Regions from separate parts of the Zea mays genome. Here region 1 is linked to region 2. A link is a contact called in public Hi-C data. All regions are on one chromosome and are shown on one strand. The core of a region is the stretch at or near the end of the contact, and the rest is flanking DNA. Distances in the headings are between cores, read along the strand shown.

Region 1 (6,395 bases), core at 596-3,095, 150 kb after region 2:
AAGCCAGCATGGAGCTCCGGCAAGGCACTTGCCCGCAGACGGCAGCCACCTCCTTACCCTTCCCTCCACTGCTGGTGTCACCTCGGCCTCAACTCCACTCACCCGAAATCCTCCACTGCCGGGCCAGCGTTGCTATCACCACCTTGCCTCAATGCCAGCACACCACAGCCGCCAGGCACAGAACTCCATCCCCAAAACCCAACCCCAAACACCAAACAGGCAAACACGAAACTCTACTAGTCTAATCTCAACATAGCTCTCACCAGATTTGGAGAGGACAAGGTTGTGCCATTCATTTATTTGCCAAAAACAACTGGGTGCTACCACCCGACAAAACAGCCTAGCATTCTCTATGCTCCGTTTGGATGTCGATATTGGAAGGTATAGAATTGAATTGAGTTCAATACCAAATTAGTCATGTATTGAAATGAGATGTAATTCCAATTTTATTGTTTGGATGTCACTGAATTGTAGTTTGAAATTGTGTGGTCCGATTCCATGCAATACAGAAGGGGTGATGCTCTGTATTGGGAGAGAGTTTTTAGCTATAGTCCAATTCTAAGAAATTGAGTCTCTGGTTCTAAATCTCAATTCCATGTGCAACCAAACAATAGAATTCTGGAAAGCTAATACCAATTCCTAATTTTGTGCTACAATACCTACATCCAAACGGAGTATAAATGAAATGGCCAATCTAGCCGCAAGCTTATAAGGGTGTCCCCTACAGTTCTCAAATCGCCAGCTCTGGTGAAATTTTATTCGGCGCAGAGAGGGAGCAATGAGCTAGCGCTGCCACAGTCTGCTAGTCTCACATTTAATCCAAAGAAGTTCCCTCCCTCAGCGAAAATCTGTTTCTTCTGTTTACCTCCGCTCTCCACTTTATTTAAAATTGTTTTCAGCCTTCGACTCGCCCTGAAGTATATATCCCAACAGTGTAAAGATGAAAATCCATTAATCTAGCTGGCAAGTTTCAGTTATCCATCAACGTGTGTAAAGGTGAAACCGTGAAAATCCATCGATCTAGCTGTGAAGTTTCAGTTATCCACCCCAAACTAGTTTGAAAAGCATAACCACTCTGATACAGATGTATACGCTGGTGCCTGGTCCGTCTCACCTAACGATCACATGAATTGCACACAACACATGAAACAAAAGGCAACAGCAGATGCAGCTCCCAAGTCCCAAGGCATCGCATCTAACCCCCCCCCCCCCCCCCCCCCCGGCCGATCACACGTGAACTAGTGAGTAGTGTCGGTGATTGAGATACCGACACGAGACAGGAGTTGCTTTGTTAGTTGTTGTTACCTTTATAACCCGGCGGCGTGGCGGCGGGGGCCATGTAGCTCGCGGGAGGCTCCATCCACGACAGGGCGCCCCAGTCCCCGCCCGCCGTGTAGACGGACGGGGCGGTGGGCAGATCACGGCCGGGGCCTGGGCCCGGGCCCACCGGATCAGCGGCGGGGAAGGGCGCGGCGGATGGGGAGAGGGAGGAGGAGAACGCCGCTCGTGGCGGTGGCTGCGGCGGCGGAGAGCGCTGGTGGTCACCGGAGTACGGCAGCATCGCGGCAGCCAGCAGGGCGCAGGCGGTGGTGGCGTCCGGGTGGGGAAGGTGAGGTCTGGTCTGGTATGCGACGTGTGCGTTTCTGGTGGACCAGAGGAAGGAAGTAGTTTGATGGGCCGTAATCGGTTGAGCACGGAACAGTATGGGTCTCCGCCTCTCCGGCCTCAGCTCAGCCCTCATCATGGGTGCGCCAGCAGGAAGTGTGTACTCTTTTGGACCAGGCCGTATCTTTGATCAGAGTGCGATGTGAAGCACAAAGAAAGAGGGCAAAGTCCCGTTTCGAAGAGCTTCGTTCCTCTGTGATTATTGATGATATTTGATTCTCTGATTGAGTGATTCTACTGGGTTTCTATTAGAGAGATAATTGGTTCTGTACTAATCTCTGTCAGAATATAAATTAGTCCTCCGTTCTTTTTTATTTGACGTGTTTTAATTCAAAAATAAATTAGCCTACAACAAATATTCGAGAACGAGTTTAGTAGAATATAATAAAAAGCAGTGTGAAGCATGTTTTTAGCTCCCAGCTGTCAGTGTAAATAAAGAAATGATTCTCCAGTTGAGTGATTCTATTGGATTTTTAGGAAAGAGCAGGTCGAAGAGATTCCTTTTTACTGATCCCTATCAGAACATAACAGGCAGGGTAAACCGGTAAAGCATGTTTTTAGCTTCTAGTTCCTAATATAAATAAAGAAGAGATTCTTTTCTGATCTCCACACGAAATTAGTTGGTATTGTAAATGTTTTAACTGGTTGAGAGTGATTCACTTCAAAGAAGCTGTTGGAGCTCTTCCAAACGGCCCCTAAGCACCACTCATTTGATAAAATCATCTGCAACTTGCACTTGATAGACCTGAATGAATGTCTGGTTCCTAACAATGACGAACTGGAGCTTAGATCTGAAGGTGGCAAGCATATGCGAGTGTACAGGAAAGAATGGAACTATTTCTTATGTGATCTGACGATATCTCATGATGTAAATTAAGATATCTCGTGGTGATAGCAAAGAAATAGGCTGCGTCAGAAAAATAAAAGAGAGAGAAGTTCAGAAAGACAAGGGTACATGGGATGCATGATGCATGGACGAATTGCTTCGTCGGTAAGTCTCTGAATTCATCGCTTCCTTTTATGCTGTCTTCTCTAGCTTTTCGGTTACTGTGCTATTATACAATCAGTCCTTCGGATGTACATAGTACAGTTCAAATTTTAAGGTAGATCGAGCGCCATGCCAAATTGCTAATTCCTGAGGTGAAGAACCACACTCCCATGGCTCTTTGAAATGGAGTGTGGTATGTCCTTATCGCTTTAACTATGAATGCTAACTCTCCAGATTCAGCATGGTCCTGTTGGCTACAAGTGGAGTTTGGTGGGCCTTTATCTGCACCAGACAATGCCACAGCGGGTTCGCATTGGGCGGCCCTTCGTCGGCTCCTCCCAGACTATCGGTTGCTGACCACGGTGGAGGTTGGTGATGGGCGTACTACGGCTTTCTGGTATGACTGCTGGCTGCCCTCAGGGCCCCTCGTGGAGGCAATGCCGTCGCTGTACACACACGCACGACATAAAAATGCCTCAGTCAGCGACGTTCTTTCAAAAGGTCTGCGCCTCGCCTTCGTCTCTCGGCTCTCAACGGTAGCTGCTGCTGAACTGGTGCAATTGATGGGGCTGCTTGATGGTGTGGTGTTAACAAATACCCCAGATGTACGTGTGTGTCCCTGGGAAGACAGATTGCATAAGCTTAGCTCCTCATCTGTCTATCGTGCAGTTGTCTCCAATGGAGAAGGCTGTGAGTACTATAAATTCATTTGGGAGAATTGTGCCCCTCCTAAGGTCAAATTCTTCGGCTGGCTGTTGGTGCAAAACAGGATTCAGACCAAGGAGAACCTCCTCAGAAAACATTGCGTTGATGACAGTGTATGCGAGGTCTGTTCGTTGGCTGTGGAAAGTTCATCGCATCTGATCGCTGGTTGTCCTTTCGCAGCTGGTTTCTGGGCAAGGTTGGGGATGAACATTTCTGAGGAGGATGCGCAACAACTTTGGCATGTTCAGCCCCCTGTTCACATGCCCACCGCACACTTCAATACCTTCCTCCTCCTATGTTGTTGGCGTCTCTGGAAACACCGTCATGATGTCGCCTTCCGCTCGCTTTCCCCGTGTTATACGCGTCTCATGGCTGGCTGCCGTGAGGACGCGGAGTTGTGGTCTTGTAGATTACCTCACTCGGATCGTCATGTGTCCCTTGCCTGGGTGATGGTATTCTCCTCTTCTCCTCCTCTGTAACAATCTTATCCGACATGTAACTTGACCATGTATAGGCCCTTACTAATGGCAATGAAAAGGTGGGGTACCTCTCCCCCCCGAATTTCTCAAAAAAAAAAAAAAATTTCTTCCAAACTGCCACTACGTACAAAAATGCAAGAATAAAAGTACTATCTGCTAGTGCCGATCCGAGATCTCCTCTCTAAACTTGGAATGAATGGCTGCTGTTTACAGAAGCTATATGCAGTTTCAGTGCATAACACAACCTTTAATAAAGAAAAACAATTATGTATATGGGCCTCCTTCAAGGATATACTGAATTTACAGAGACACTGCAAAAAAGCATTAGCGAACTTTTGACGACGACCTTATCGTTTTCGCCATGTTCTTGCACGTGGGACCGACACGAGGAGCCCGCAAGCACTTGCATGGACATGCAGAAAGGAAGAACTTTGCAGATGCAGATGCAGATGAGATGACGCACTGGAGGAGGGATGCCATTTCCCAGTGTCCTTCGATTCGACCAAGAGCCTGCATAAAACCGCATGCTCCCCCATGTTTCTGGTATATGCTCCTCCAGCCACACATGCATGGCGGCGGACGTGGTCTCCGACCTGGTCCTGTCCTTCTTCTGCTGCTGCTTCTACGCTCCCGGCGACCACCACCGCGGCGGCGGAACGCGCCACTACGGCGGCGGCCACGCGCACCCGACCGGCCGTGATGCGGCGTATCACCACCGCGGTGCCGGCAGCCGTACGGCGAGCGGCCGGAGCAGGAGGACCGTGTCCCTGCAGGTGCGCGCTTACACTTACATCCTGATCCTGCATCAACTCCAGATTTCCTTTTTATTTGTTTATTCCATATATATGAGTCTGGCTGCTGGCTCTCGTGAACGGTGACTGACTGGACTAACCAGACGGTGGAGCTTAAGGTGAGGATGTGCTGCGAGGGCTGCGAGAGAGTCGTGCGACAAGCCCTCCAGAACCTCCGAGGTACTATACTACACACGAAAACATCGTGTTGGACAGTGACATTGGTCAGCGCAGCACGAAATGGCTTACAGATCCAGATTTGCTATATATATTTATTATATATGTCGCCGCAGGAGTGGACAGGGTGGATGTGAACGTGCCAATGGAGAAGGTGACGGTGACCGGGTACGTGGACAGGGCGAGAGTGCTGCAGGAGGTGCGGCGGAGCGGGAAGAAGGCGGAGTTCTGGCCGAGCGGCGGCACGCCGCTGTGGTTCACGTCCCCCAGGAGCTACTTCCGCGACGACGGCGGCTCGTACCGCCGCAACAGCTACAACTACCGCCGGCACGGGTACAGCGACGGCGACCGGCACGGCCGCATGCGCGAGCCCGCACGCGGCGCCGGCCCCGTCGGTAACATGTTCAACGACGACGACGTCAACGCCGCCTGCCGGATCATGTGACCCATGCGGATGTCTTGCGGTTGCTGCAGTTTCAGTTTCTCGTTTCTCATCATCTCACATGGGCTCGCGATGCAATGGCTAATGGATTACAGTGGCCCTTAATCTTACCAGGGCCCCACATCCAGGATTAACCATCTCATTTTTTTATTCAAATTCCGGTCATTAGCAAAAACGGTAGACCGGATGAATTTTGTCGAATTTCCCAACCGGTTTGCATTTTCAAATAAAAAGCGAGATTTGGGAATCTCGGTCAAAAAATCGTGTTTCCTGAGCGATTTCGACGTGTTTTCACTGGAAATGCTAGTTAAGTTTGAAAAGGTTAAAATTTAATTTCTGAAATAATCTGTTTGTAATTTGTTTAATTCATGTTGTACAAGGGTTTAGGGTTTAGAGAAAGACGTGCATATGGTCTTCATAGACTTGGAGAACGAAGTCTTATGACAAAGTACCTAGGAGTGTAATATGATGGGCCTTGGAAAAACACAAAGTATCAACAAAGTACATTCATCTTATTAAAGATATGTACACTAATGTTGTGACAAGTGTCTGAACAAGTGATGGAGACACCGATGACTTTCCAATTAACATAGGACTACATCAAGGGTCGGCTTTGAGCCCCTATTTTTTCGCTTTGGTGATAGATGAGGTCACAAGGGACATACAAGGAAATATACCATGGTGTATGCTTTTTGCCGATGATGCGGTACTTATTGAGGAGAGTAGAAGTGATGTTTCGCAAAAGTTGGAATTGTGGAGGCAGACGCTGGAAGCAAAAGGTTTTAGGCTTAGTAGGTCTAAAACAGAGTATATGAAGTGTGATTTCAGTGCCATGGGGTATGAGGATGGCGATGTTAGTCTTGATGGGCAAGTGGTACCCAAGAAAGACACTTTTCGTTACTTAGTATCAATGCTTCAGAAGGAGGGAGACATCGATGAGGATGTCCGTCATAGAATTAAAGCTGGATGGTTGAAGTGGCGACAAGTTGCGGGTGTCTTATGCGACCCCTGGGTGCCACACAAACTAAAAGGCAAATTCTACAGGACAGCAATCCGGCCGGCTATGTTGTACGGAGCAGAATGTTGGCCCACTAAAAGACGACATGTCCAACAACTAAGTGTGGCAGAGATGCGTATGTTGCGCTGGA
Region 2 (6,576 bases), core at 2,298-4,797:
AATTGTACGAAAAACTATAACAGCAAGTTGCTTTTATTAAATTCTACATGAAATGACTTTCATAATGCATTTGTTTGAACTTTGATATCTTATATTAAAAAAACAAATAGTCAAAATCATAGAAGCCTGACTTAGATAAAACTGAAATTAATAACATATAGTTTGAAGCAAAAGAAGTGCATAGTATGGTCCTCTTTATAGATCTATACATATAGAACGGTCCATACTCCATATATATATTAATATTAAGATAATGACAGTCTAGCTAGCAAATATATGTCACACTACTGTCCTTCTTATGGTAGTTAGGATAAAGTAAATTAAGCTTCAGTATAATCGCCTGTCTCCGTTGGAAGTTGCGATTTGTTGGTCACCATACGAGCATATATAGTTAAGTTCCCACTTTGTAAATAAGTACACGATCCTATTATATGTATCCATTCCAACCCTAACAAAAAGGCAGTCGAGCGGTACCCATATTGGGGGACCAGTAAACGCAAACCTTTAATACAATGCATTGGCTCCAATCATGAAAGATGGTAGTAATTAATATAGAGAATGCACTACATGTATACATCAAATATAATCGACAGCAGAGGGTTCCGTGTAGCTCGAAAACCACTCAAAAAACGCGTTTCCGATAGTGACGGCATCTCTAGTGTTAATTACTTTGGTCTTCTGCGTTTAGTTCTTGGTTCGGAAATGCATGCCTTAGACTGTAGAGCTCTGGAGGCCTGGTCTTCCTAATGTTTGCCGAATTAATATTTACCTTTTTTCAGTTTTACTAAGACCGATGAACATATTCACAGCAATGGTTTATTAACAATATAAGGTGAGCATATGCATGAATAAACTGTAAACCAACCATTTAGCTCAAGCATTTCTCCTATACCATTTTCTTTTGCAGAACTTCCTTTGTTTTATACTAGGATTGTAGGAAGGGGAGAAGCTACGTTTGTAGCTGTGGGTGCAGATGCAACCCCAGAATACAACATCAGTCTGTTCGGTTATCCTGGACAGGCCCTGATAAAGTTTCAATTTTTACAATATATATGTATGGACTATGTCCGTCCATGCACTCACAAGGCCGTCAACACCCCTTCTAATATTTGTTCTAACTTCGCCACTGATTATAGACGGCACAGCAAAGAAGTCTCAGGATAACCATTCTGACTGTTTCATGATTATATCCTGATCTGCAAGTTTGCATCAGAGGTAATTTGTACTATAAATATAGTACAAAAAATGCATTTTTTGTGTAGTGCTACATACACACCTCTTCAGGATAGACAATGAACACAGAATTAAAGTTCTTAATATTCCTAAATTTACTGTACAATGTTTCGTTAGTTATATATTTGTATTCAGCTAGCGACATATGTGCTGTGTTCTCTCCTTGGTTGTTAAAATAGTGTGATTCCCTAATTTAATCCGCTTAAGCACATCGTCTCATATAAAGCATGATCCACGGAATTTATTAGTTTTTTTCTGGCACATGCATGTTTTCATGCCTCAGCAGGAAATTTAATGTTTAACTGAGCCAGCAGGATCTCTGTTGGTTCTTGTAAACATCAGAATTGCAGGAAGCGCTGCAGCATGCATCAATGAGCAACGGAAGCAGAAGCGAATCAGAATATCAGATGTGGCAGCAGGGAAAGAATTGCACAACAACCAAGAGCCAAGATGAGGATACAGTAGCAGTGTAGAGATACCCATGAAAAGCATCTGATGTTAAGGAGAAAGACTAGGGTCTGATTCTGATCTGACCTGATTCCAGTCATCCAATAACTGCCTCTGCTACGGTGCTACCTTGCTTTGGGGGGAGAGCCTTGCGAAGTTGCCCGGAGGCTGGGGCCACATAGTGCTTCAAGAAAAACTAAAAAATTTAAATGACCCAAACAGTAAGATGTGCACACAGTAGTGGGGGACGAACTGATATCGTATGCAGAGAGGATGGTGCGGTCCTTAAATAATTACTGGACTTGGTCAGAGATGATTCAGAATATGTACAATTACAATAAGCAAAATATCATATTCTCGGAACAAAGATCAAATTAAGAAAGAGAAGAAACACACATCAGTTAACGAAAGCACAAGTGAGCTAATATGAGCAAGATATCATCAAGAAATACCAATCCATCAACAATTACACATGCAGATGCACTACTGGAGCTATATACCACCTGCTCCAACCACTTAATCAGTTCGCGCGTCAGTTCCTCGGCCCAATTTCTCCCCTTTTTTATGTTGCTAGCTGTTGCTTGTGTTCAAAGTCCAAGATCCAAAGAACGCACATCCTTGCCTCCCGTGGAGGAGGATGTTGACGACGATGGCGAGGGCAGCTGCAGAAGCGTCGACGGCGTCCGGGTGGCTGTGGCACCGTCTTCGGCGTCCGGCGGGCAGTCGAGGTTCACCCCGAACAGGCGGACGCGCTTCGACCTCGTCGCCTCCTCCACCGCGGATGCGGCGACGCGCACGGGCACCGACGTGAGCACTACGGCGGCCGGCACCTGCGGCCGCAGGAACAGCACGTGCCGGCTTGGCGCCGGAGCGGAGGCGCCGTAGCCCTGCCACGGGCAGATGGGCACCGACGGGAGCGGCAGGAGGCGCTGCGCAGACGCCAGCGGCGGCTGCAGGAACGCGAGCTCGTGGCGGCGGCGGCGGAAATCGATGAAGAAGCGGCCGCGCGTGGCGCCCGCGCCGCGCGCGAACAATACCGTGTCCCCGGCACCGAGGCGCTTCTCTTTCACGAAGCGGCTCCATCCCTTGGTCATCACGTAGCTCTGGCTGCTGTTCCAGTACGAGTAGCGGAAGCGCCACGCCTTCCCCGCCCGGTCCTCGAAGCTGAGCACCAGCCCCGCCTTCCCGCCGCCCGCCGACGCCGATGCCGACGCCGCGGCGGCCGAGGCGTCCAGCGCGGGGAAGTAGCGCTCGGCGTGCTGCTTCGGGATGACCAGGCGATTGAGCTTCCCCACGTCGCTCGGGGTGACCACTTTCTCGAACATGTGCTCCTTCTCCAGCCACGCCACGCCGCCGCGAGGCCTCTCGGAATCCTCGAAGACACGGGCATGCGCGGGCCTGAACTCCATGGGGCTCCCCGCTCCGCTCACGCGTCTCGAGCGAGCTCCGGCTGGTGCTATAGCTAGCTGTTGACTTTTGACTAGCACGCTACTTCAGGGAGGGATCTGGTGGTATGTAACAGTACTAAATCCCACAACTATTCTTAGGATGGGGGTGTTTAGGGTTAGATTAGCTCAATATTATATGGTGGATCTGACGAACTTGCATAGGATAGCAGGCGATTGGCTAGCTGCTGGATAAAGAGTGCTATCTGTTCTTGTAACAGGACAGGACTGGTGATCAAAAGATACTCCTATATAGGGAAGAAAATTAACGGGATCTAGCTAGCTTGGGAGAGGTGCGTGGTTGTTGGCTTGTTGGTGGTGTGTGTGTGTGGTTTGCAGTTGTGAGATATTCAGCAAAGGTACGGTGTTGTGGCTGTAGATCAGTAGGCATCAGCGTAGATGAGACATGGAGGGGGGAAGGTTGGGAACAGCAGTACAAAGCAGCCTAGCTTGCTTTGTTGAGGACAATGAAGACTAGCTAGAGGTCGACGTGAGACAGGTGGGGCCCACGTGCGGCGAATAATAGGGCTTGAGGTATGCATGTCACTCTCAGCTCAGCTTATTGGGATCCTCTCTCTAGCTAGATCCTCCATGGATGGATGGACGGATATGATGGAGACATGATCTAGCGGCTGCAGTGATTCAGCAATTGCCTGTCGTTGACACTTGACAGCATGAATGTGAGATGCAGGAATGGGAAAACAAATCTTCTCCTGGATTGTAGGTCGTGGCAGAATAATGGGCAATACTCTCTCTCTTTCTCTCTCTCTCTGTCTGTCTCTCTCGTTTTTCATTAATGTTTTGATTTATATTCTTATCCACTGATCATGAGAGATTAGGCGCTAAGTTCTGCATTGCCCAGCTCCCCACCAGGTGTGCTACCAGGAAGAAGAAGCAATTAACTGCAGCAGGTTCCACTCGCTCTGGCCCGTAGTGATGTACATCTTATAGCAGCTGGTAGCTTGGCACAAATAATGATGTGCAGCTAGTACAATGGTGGTGTTCGATCGCCTGTGTGGCAGTGTGGCCTGCGCGGCGAGGACAACCGAAATTGCACACATGCATATGGCATATGCTCATTTTTTTTTAACATTTCTTCTAAATTTGAGCCGTACTACTCATTTAGAAAATAGGTTTAAAAGAAAGGCTCAGTAACGCTAAAGTTCCCAATCCGGTACATGCTCGCTGGTATGACTAATACTAACAATTATTGAGTGATTTTTCCAACCAGGTCTAGAACTCCCATAGAAGGAACTTGCCTCATCCACGAAGGTGGGTGCACACGGTGCAAATCTATGTGGAACTTGCTACGTCAAACAAATGTAATTGTTTGCCACCGACCTCTTTTGCAAGATCACAGGGTTCACCACTATCGACACTTCTCTACACGATGAGGATGTCCTCGCCTAACAAATGTAATTGTTTGCCACCGACCTCTTTTGCAAGATCACAGGGTTCGCCACTATCGACACTTCTCTACACCATGAGGATGTCCTCGCCTATCTGCTAGTGGGGGCTCTCGACCGACTATGACCTATTTGAGGCTCGCTAACCCCAACACTTTGGCTGGTTCACTATTTGGGCAAAGGAAACGGTTATATCTAGTCCACTATTTGGGCAAAGGAAAGGGTTAGGTCCCTTGATTCTATTGGCCTTGGGGTCACACCTCTTTATCTTTGTAGTGTCATTACCTATTATGTAAATGTTTGATGATGCGTCCTCTAATCTTGGTCGTGTAGTTCTTTGCCATGTAAATTATCCTTCTATAAATTTGTATATGTACATGAGTACAACCCTAAATATCTACTAATATAAAACACGAGTTTCTCTATTCATGTGTCGCCCCTCCCCTTCTAGCTTTCTGCAAAAATAAAGGATTTGAACCCTAGTTGTTGGCTCCACATTCACAACCACCTAGCAATAGTACACATATTTTTGTGTTTTTTATTTTGTACTCAAGCATAATATATGTATTTTATGAAAACAGGAAAAAAGATAAAACTGGTTTGTATCAAGCCTAGCATATCGTGTTGCACCTATGACCTAGATCTGGGTATAGAACGGTGATCGAGCTAGCTGGCACGGGCCTGATGGACAATGGGTTGGGCCATGCTCGGGCCGGGCTAAGATGTGTCGAGCCACGTGCCACCTAGCAGACCCAACACATTTGGACATGCATGTATACTCGTACACCAGTGATGCGCCCGCGCAGGCAGGCAGCGGCGTAATCCAGACGATGGTTCATGTAGATAGGGCTACCAGGTGTCCACGCAGTAGAGTTGCCTAGTCATCGATTGAGATACATGGGTTTTCGATTTGGTAAGTTTGGGATTAGTTAGGTTCGATTCAAGATTATGGTTATTTGATTGAGAATGGGAGAGGCACTAGTACTGTAGGCACCCATCATGGCGTCGCCGCCCGTAACGCATGTTGGGCATGAAGTCACGAGGACGTGAGCAGGACCCCGCCACCACCATACTTGTAAGTCGCTCGGGACTTTCGGGTGCATATTGTAAAGGTTTGAAACATATTTGAATAACTATTCTGTTTAAACAAGAGTTTATTTCCTAATAAGGCCGAACTTGCTTAGAGATGGCTCCTGATTCTATTTCCCTTCTCCTTGGCGCACCCCCTCACCTCCCACCACCGGATTCCACCCAGGGTCAAGCAGCCACCCGCCCTCCCGTGTCGTCTGCCCTACCGGTTCCCACATCCATTGCACCAGTTGGTTCCTCTCCCTCCTTGTCTCAGTTAGCTAGGTCTCTGAAAGTCACCTAGAGGGGGGTGAATAGGCGGAAACTAAAAAATTACAAACTTAAAGCACAACTACAAGCCGGGGTTAGCGTTAGAAATAAAACCGAGTCCAAAAGAGAGGGCGAAAACAAATCAACCAAGGAAATAGAGCGAATGACACGGTGATTTGTTTTACCGAGGTTTGGTTCTTGCAAACCTACTCCCTGTTGAGGTGGTCACAAAGACCGGGTCTCTTTCAACCCTTTCCCTCTCTCAAACGGTCACTTAGACCAAGTGAACTTTTCTCCTCAATCAAATGGGTCACTAAGACCCCTACAAGGACCACCACAACTTGGTGTCTCTTGCTTTGATTACAAGTGTCTTGAGAACAAGAATGGGGAAGAAGAAAAGCGATCCAAGCGACAAGAACTCAAATGAACACGAAAATCTCTCTCTCACTAGTCACTAAGTGTTTGGAGTGATTTTGGACTTGGAGAGGATTTGATCTCTTGTTTGTGTCTTGGAGTGAAGTCTAGAGCTCTTGTATTGAATGCAATATGCTGGAAACTTGGATGCATTGAATAGAGGTGGTTGCAGGGTATTTATAGCCCCAACCACCAAAATAGTCGTTGGGGAGCGCTGCTCTCGATGGGCGCACCAGACAGTCCAATGCGCCACCGGACACTGTCCGGTGCGCTAGCCACGTCACCCAACCATT

The links. Hi-C and Micro-C count contacts between places; a contact is called where the count stands out from the background.
Region 1: a contact with region 2 is called in a Hi-C map of ear, with 4 times the contacts expected there. The contact joins the promoter of LOC100273644 here to the promoter of LOC103637592 in region 2. A contact is called at or near these places in 5 of 25 Hi-C or Micro-C datasets (ear, endosperm, leaf and 1 more).

The regions. Positions count from the first base shown.
Region 1 is chr1:84,648,235-84,654,629 of Zm-B73-REFERENCE-NAM-5.0, forward strand. LOC100273644 reads right to left here and starts at 1,846. Exons shown (of 5, transcript NM_001348665.1): 1 at 1,306-1,846. The coding sequence starts at 1,744. It overlaps LOC103637594 (heavy metal-associated isoprenylated plant protein 30), which reads left to right and starts at 4,390. Exons shown (of 3, transcript XM_008659754.4): 1 at 4,390-4,610; 2 at 4,733-4,808; 3 at 4,922-5,767. The coding sequence starts at 4,407. The coding sequence ends at 5,250.
Region 2 is chr1:84,496,162-84,502,737 of Zm-B73-REFERENCE-NAM-5.0, forward strand. LOC103637592 (putative B3 domain-containing protein Os10g0537100) reads right to left here and starts at 3,548. Exons shown (of 1, transcript XM_008659751.2): 1 at 1,963-3,548. The coding sequence starts at 3,089. The coding sequence ends at 2,268.